Regions from separate parts of the Mus musculus genome. Here region 2 is linked to region 1. A link is a contact called in public HiChIP or PLAC-seq data. All regions are on one chromosome and are shown on one strand. The core of a region is the stretch at or near the end of the contact, and the rest is flanking DNA. Distances in the headings are between cores, read along the strand shown.

Evidence for each region. HiChIP or PLAC-seq counts read pairs in DNA pulled down with a chosen protein or histone mark.
Region 2: an H3K27ac HiChIP or PLAC-seq map of VIP interneurons shows a contact between it and region 1, with 8 times the contacts expected there. The contact joins two enhancer-like sites. A contact is called at or near these places in 1 of 15 datasets of contacts at CTCF or cohesin (stem cell-derived epiblast-like cells) and 2 of 115 datasets of contacts at active chromatin or transcription factors (VIP interneurons and embryonic basal ganglia).

Annotation. Positions count from the first base shown.
Region 1 is chr8:88,781,686-88,784,639 of GRCm38.p6, forward strand. No RefSeq gene overlaps it. Among named protein-coding and RNA genes, the nearest start is that of Gm42034, 57 kb to the right of the region's middle. Within about 2 kb of position 1,441, at least 16 of the 459 cell types and tissues checked have an H3K27ac peak or open chromatin away from gene starts, as enhancers often do. A contact at or near this core is called in VIP interneurons, where this site is marked.
Region 2 is chr8:89,757,133-89,760,086 of GRCm38.p6, forward strand. No RefSeq gene overlaps it. Among named protein-coding and RNA genes, the nearest start is that of Gm24212, 91 kb to the left of the region's middle. Within about 2 kb of position 1,524, at least 5 of the 459 cell types and tissues checked have an H3K27ac peak or open chromatin away from gene starts, as enhancers often do. A contact at or near this core is called in VIP interneurons, where this site is marked.

The sequences.
Region 1 (2,954 bases), core at 191-2,690:
TGGGTGAGGATGGGTCACGTCACCAGCTGGGTGGCAGGTCCCTCTGGCCACTCACACGCAGGAGCAGGACAGAAGGCAGGTGGTGTGTTCTGAGAGGAAATCAGGAAAGCGAGTTTTGCGGCTGTGTGAAGTGGCAGGAACTGAACAGTGAGTATCACAGTGGCTCTTGACTGGCCACGTCTGAGTTCTCTCTGCAGGGATATGCCACCATCAATGAGTTGCACGTGGCCCTTTACCCACATGGCTTCTGGGTGGAAGCACACAGCCCTTCACCCCCAGACTTCAGGGAACAGGTTCGAATAGGACTTTCTCTTCCCTTTCATGCAGTGTGATGGTCCCAGGCTGGAAAACTGTCGCAGACAGAGCTGCTGTCTCATCCTAACTATAGCCATGCTCACCCAAGAGTCTTAGATGTGTACGTTTGTTACCTGAACTAAATAAGCGAGCTCATGCACCATACAGGGGTAGTGCCGGCAGAGGTGTTTCTGATAGGTATTAATGCATTTTGCTAAATATTTATGTCTTCCTGCTTGGATGATTGATGATTGAATGTACCTTCAGCTCCCTGGAGACCCCCCAGCTTAAGGTGGGGCAGATAACTATTGAACCTGTTCCCCAAAACCTTATTGTAGAAATTGTAGTCACTTCCTCACTGGATTCTTTAGCTGCCAGAGGAAGATGTCCTCCAGTTGCCCTTCTCTCTGGCATAGTGACCTCCGACTTCTCAGGCTGTGGTTGCTTTCCATGCTTGTCAGTTCCTCCCCTGCTTCCAGCGTCAGCTTGCAGGAGCCGTGGCATCAGCAAAAAGTTGCTTTAAAGCACCCAGATGGGGACTTGTTATTGCAGCGGCGCCTGGCCCATCCTACCTAACGTGGCACTATGTGAGTTCAGACAGTATCATTATTAATGGCTGTCATTTCTTGTGCTCGTCTCACTCAGAAACTGTGTGTGAATGTTTCTGGGGATCATACGCAGGACCCGGCCCCACCCCGTACATGTTAAGCACGCCCTTCCAATGAACTACCCCCAGCCTCCCAGCCTGCATCCAAAGCCCACTTCTAGTGTCCTGAAGGTTCTCTAATGTATCTGGTGATTTGATAGGGCTCTGCCTCTCATTTCCCTCCCTTCTCCTGGCACGTGTTTCTGAATGGATGTGCGGGCGCTTATGCCTGTGTACTCCTGTGGAGGCCAGAGCAAGATGGATGCCTTCTTGGTTGCTCTGTACTTTAGTCTCTTGAGACAGTCCCTCACCAGATCAGGACCTGATTGCCTTTGGGTTAGGCTGGCAGCTAACAGGCCCCAGAGATCAGCTTCCTGTCTCTATCCTCCATTGCCATCGCGGGGCCGGGCACAGGTTTGCATGAGCAGGACTCACGTAATGCTTCCTATGGGCCTGGGGATCCAAACTCAGGCCCTGATGATTACACAGCACTCTTTCCTGCTTTCTCCGGCCTGGGCCTTCTGCAGACAGCTTCTGGGACAGCTGCAGAGTTGATGCTGGCTCGATCAATGGTCGTTTAGTGCCACTGGAGAAATTCGAGTTGTGAGTGTCCTTAAGTGGTTTGCGTTTGATTTCAGCATTTGTAATTGCACAAACAATATTGTAGCAACAACCATAAAAATAGAGGCAGAAAAAAAAACCCTCCAGCTAATTACACTCCCTCTAAAATTAAGGCCATGTCCACACTCTCTGCATCTGTCTCCATGAGCGGGGTGGGGGTGGGATGGGAGGGGTGGGGGTGGGGTGGGAGGGGTGGGGGGCTTAGCAAGCAGCTTCCAACCAATGTTTTATATTGTTATTTTCTCCGCTTAAAATGCTCTCAGGAGGACCCATTTCTATTAAATATATAAGACCTTTGCTTTAGAGGCAGTGTATACTTCAGCTCATGGCTCTACGTTTATACATTAGAATGTGTTTGTTATTTTGGTTAAAACAGTTACAGACATCTTTGTTCATGGGGGGTGTCCTCTCTTTTTACTCTTACCACATGCGGTAGGGAAGGCTCTCAGACTCTCAGGTGCCCCAGTAGGAAAACAGCATTCTGACCTATTTGTCACCCTTCCCCTATGATGTCTGCGGACAGTGAAGAGAATACCACTATGGTGGTTTGAATGAGATGGCCCACAAAAGTCTCAGGCATTTGAATACTTGGTTCCCAGTTGGTGGTTGTTTGGGGTAGCTTAGGAGGTGTGGCCTTGATGGAGGAAGTATGTCATTGGGGGTGGCAGGTTTTGAGGTTTCAAAAGACTTGTGCCATTTTGAGCTAGCTTTCTCTGCTTCCTGTCTGAGACTCTAAATGTGAGCTCTCAGCTGTTGCTCCAGCTGCCTGCCTCCTGCTACCTCCACTTCCTCACCATGGACCCTAACCCTCAGGAACCATAATAAACCCTTCCTTCTATAAACTGCCATGGTCATGGGGTTTTTGCCACAGTGATAGAAAAGTAAATAAGACTGTCAGGTAAATGGCAGCTTCGGTGGCTGTCTCAGTTAGGGCTACCATTGTTGTGATAAATACTGTGGCCAAAAGCAATTTGGAGAGGAAAGGGTTTATTTGACTTACACTTCCATATCACAGCCCATCATTGAAGGAAGTCAGGACAGGAATCACACAGGGTAGAAACTCAAGGCAGGAGCTGATGCAGAGGCCATGGAGGGATGCTGTATACTGGCTTGCCCAGCCTTCTTTCCTCCAGCACCCAGACTATCAGCTGGGGGTGGCACCACCCACAAATGGGCTAGCTCTTTCCACATCAGTGAAGAAAATGCCTTCTTGCTGGCTTGGTCCCAGGAAGTGTAGGCATTTTCTCAATGAAGACTCCTTATTCTTAGATATGTCTATGTTTGTGTCAGGGGCAACAGACCATGACCATCAGTCACTAAACAGCATAGCTGCAGTAGGTCCTGCCATGAGAAGCTTGGTCTGAGACTGTCTTTGTCACTTGTGCCCTGTTTG
Region 2 (2,954 bases), core at 274-2,773, 980 kb after region 1:
CTCTTCTCTTTGCCCCTTCCTTCTTCCTGTCTTCCCATTCTTCTCTTTTGCTATTTACTGATGCACTAATTATACTCTCCGCTAAGCTGAGGGTCTACAGTTAGATGGTTCTTAATTACAAATTCTGTCTTTACTGCTACTAATTATGAGACCCGAGGCAAGTTACTTAGCCTCTTTTAAGTTCATCTTTCTTATTTTGTATATTGGGGGGGGTGGTGGAATACAAGCATTTACTGAGAATCTTTACAAGGATTAAGTATCACAGATGAATTGTTCAATATGTTGCTTTTGATTAGTACATGATCATTAAATGTAGCACTATTTTTCTTCTAATTGTTATGGTAATTATTTGCCAGGATCTACATTAGATTTAGGAACTAGAAGCCATTCATTGTATAGGTAAAGTATGATTTCTCATAACCAATGGTTTGGTTTGGTTTTGTTTTGCTTTGTTTTGTTTTGTTTTGTTTTATTCCCTAAATTGTGAGGCAAAGCAGGACGGACAGCGATCTCACTTGCAACTGATAGCTTTTGGGTCTTGAGCATTCCCAGTGCCTGGCTCAGTTGAGGAACGCCATGAACACACGGGGGACTTGATACAGAAGTGCAGCAGGGGATAGGATTCCAGGACAGTCTCCAACCTGAGACTGTGTGATGTAATGACACTGGCATATTGCAGTTGGGGACTCCGAGGTGCAACTTAAGTAAGTATTTCATTCTGGGTTGCACAGGTAGATACATCACGTAGGCACTTAAGCACGCTGGTTAAGTGGGGTGTGCTTGGGAGTGATTCAACCCAGAGGGGAAAAAAATGAAGCTGTTCTCCAAACTTAAGCAAGTCTGCTGAGGAAGGGCAAAGTCACGTATCAGCATAGGATGGAGAAACCATGGTCAGGAGCTAATAAAAACAGGGCCAGAGTAAAGAGGGAAGAGCTTGGGTGAACTTGGATAGAGGTGGGCATACAAGGACTACCCAATGATAAGTGGGCGATGAGTCTATTTAAAAGGTGCTGGGAAGAATGGAATAGTCCCAGTTGTAACAAGCCTGCCCAATCATCTCAGTATAACTCAGTTTCTCTACCTGTTCTTGATCTTAGCCAAATGTTGAGAAGCAATGATGTCTCTGTCTGAACAATGAAGCTACACTCCCCAGGACAGGTTGTTTAAATTTAAGCAGCAAAAATTGACACGAATCACTTGAGAGGTAAGCAAGCACCTTGTTTAAATGGCTTAGCTCAAGTGGCTCGTGTTAACTTTGTGTACACTGGGCTCTGCCTTGTACAGTTTGTAAAAGTCTTCTCTGCGGTAGGGGACCCTTAGGAGGAATCGCAAGGGGCCAGGGAATTTGAATGCTCTGCTTTGGGGATCTGGATTTTGTTCAAGTCATGGCTTATAGTAAGGCCCTACCACTTCAAAGAGGATAAGCACTCTGGTTCACAGCTTCTGGTCTATACAATGGAGCTAAGCGCTCAGTTGGCTCACAGGCTCTGGATGAACTCCCTCCGTGGCTGTTGAATGTCCAGCAAGGCGCTTCACCCAGACTCATGCTGGAGCGCTGACTGGCTGTCTGGATTGCTGAGAGAGCTGCCCTAGGCGCAGGAACGACTCCTCTTGGCCTGGCTCTGACTGCCTCCAGAGTCCCTGCTGCAGCCAAGTCAACGTTCTGTTCTTGTGCCAGAGCTGGCTACTTGTTATTTTGTTTTGTAGGGTATTTGTTTTCCAATATTGTTACTGAGTAGGAAAGCCCTATCAATGAGGTCTGCTGCTTTATGGGTTGCTAATTGCCGGGGCATAATTGTTGCGGCGTTGCTTGGTGTTTCTATAATTCCTGCAGCCAATCAAGGTGGCTGCTTCTCTAATTACAGCACAGCACATTCGCTGTCACCCACGTCCAAACACTCAATGTGATGTGTACTGGGGCGCTTTTCAGTGCTTGCACGGGAAGGAACTCAACTGGAGAGGAAAAGTCACACTGAAAAATGACTGGTAAAGTCATTTTCTAGTTCTGCATGGGTATACAAAGGGAATTCTGAATAATCATGGCATGGTTTATATATTATTAAAATAGTCTCTACAGTCAGTCTCAAATTTAACTCAAACTCTAAATGAAATGAATTGGTGTCTGTAATGATCAAAGTTCTAAGCTACCCCACCCCCAGAGCCAAGAAGCCTTTGCAGAATATTCTAGGCTGGGCTGTCTTCATTCTCCTTCTTCTAGCACTGAAAGCATTTCACTGTGATTACAAATTTTACGGTGCTCATAACTCATCTGTCTTTTCCCCCCAACAAGTCAGGAAGTCAAGATATTCATCCCACTGGGATCACCGTTAAGTTCTTTTGGGTTCAAAGTAGTGCTGTAAACAGCAGGTGAAAGAGTTATCAGTAATCAACCTGTGATTTTTATCTCATGACACAGTTCCCACTTTCTTAAAGAGTAAAATCCAAACTGGTGGCTTGCTCCTTGCCATCAAGGATCTTGATCTTGCATTGCTGATCTCCGGCCTCCCTTCTTCCCGCTTGCCCACCCGCTAGGCCACAGCCCTGTTGGGACTTCTATGTGGCAGCTGAAATTGCTCCCAAGTCCTTTTTTTCTTTGCACTTCTTTTTGCCCCCTGTCCTTTTAGGACTCCCTTTTGGCAGGGTCTGCATGACGAGCATGCCCAGAATGTCAGGATGTCATCCCCAAACTCTATGAAACCATTGCTTTATTCTAAACAGTCATGATCACAACCTAATGCTATCTTAACTTGTTCGTTGCAGCTTCTTTCATCATAAGATAACATCTATATTGACTCATTCAACCTGTTACATGCAACACTATATAATACCCATAACAAAGAAAACCCATTGCAGCTACCCACGAAACAGTTATTTAATAAAAGACACTAATGAATGAACACAGAGTTTATGCCTCTTTATTCAATATTTATCCAAGTATCTTGCTTTATTTGTGA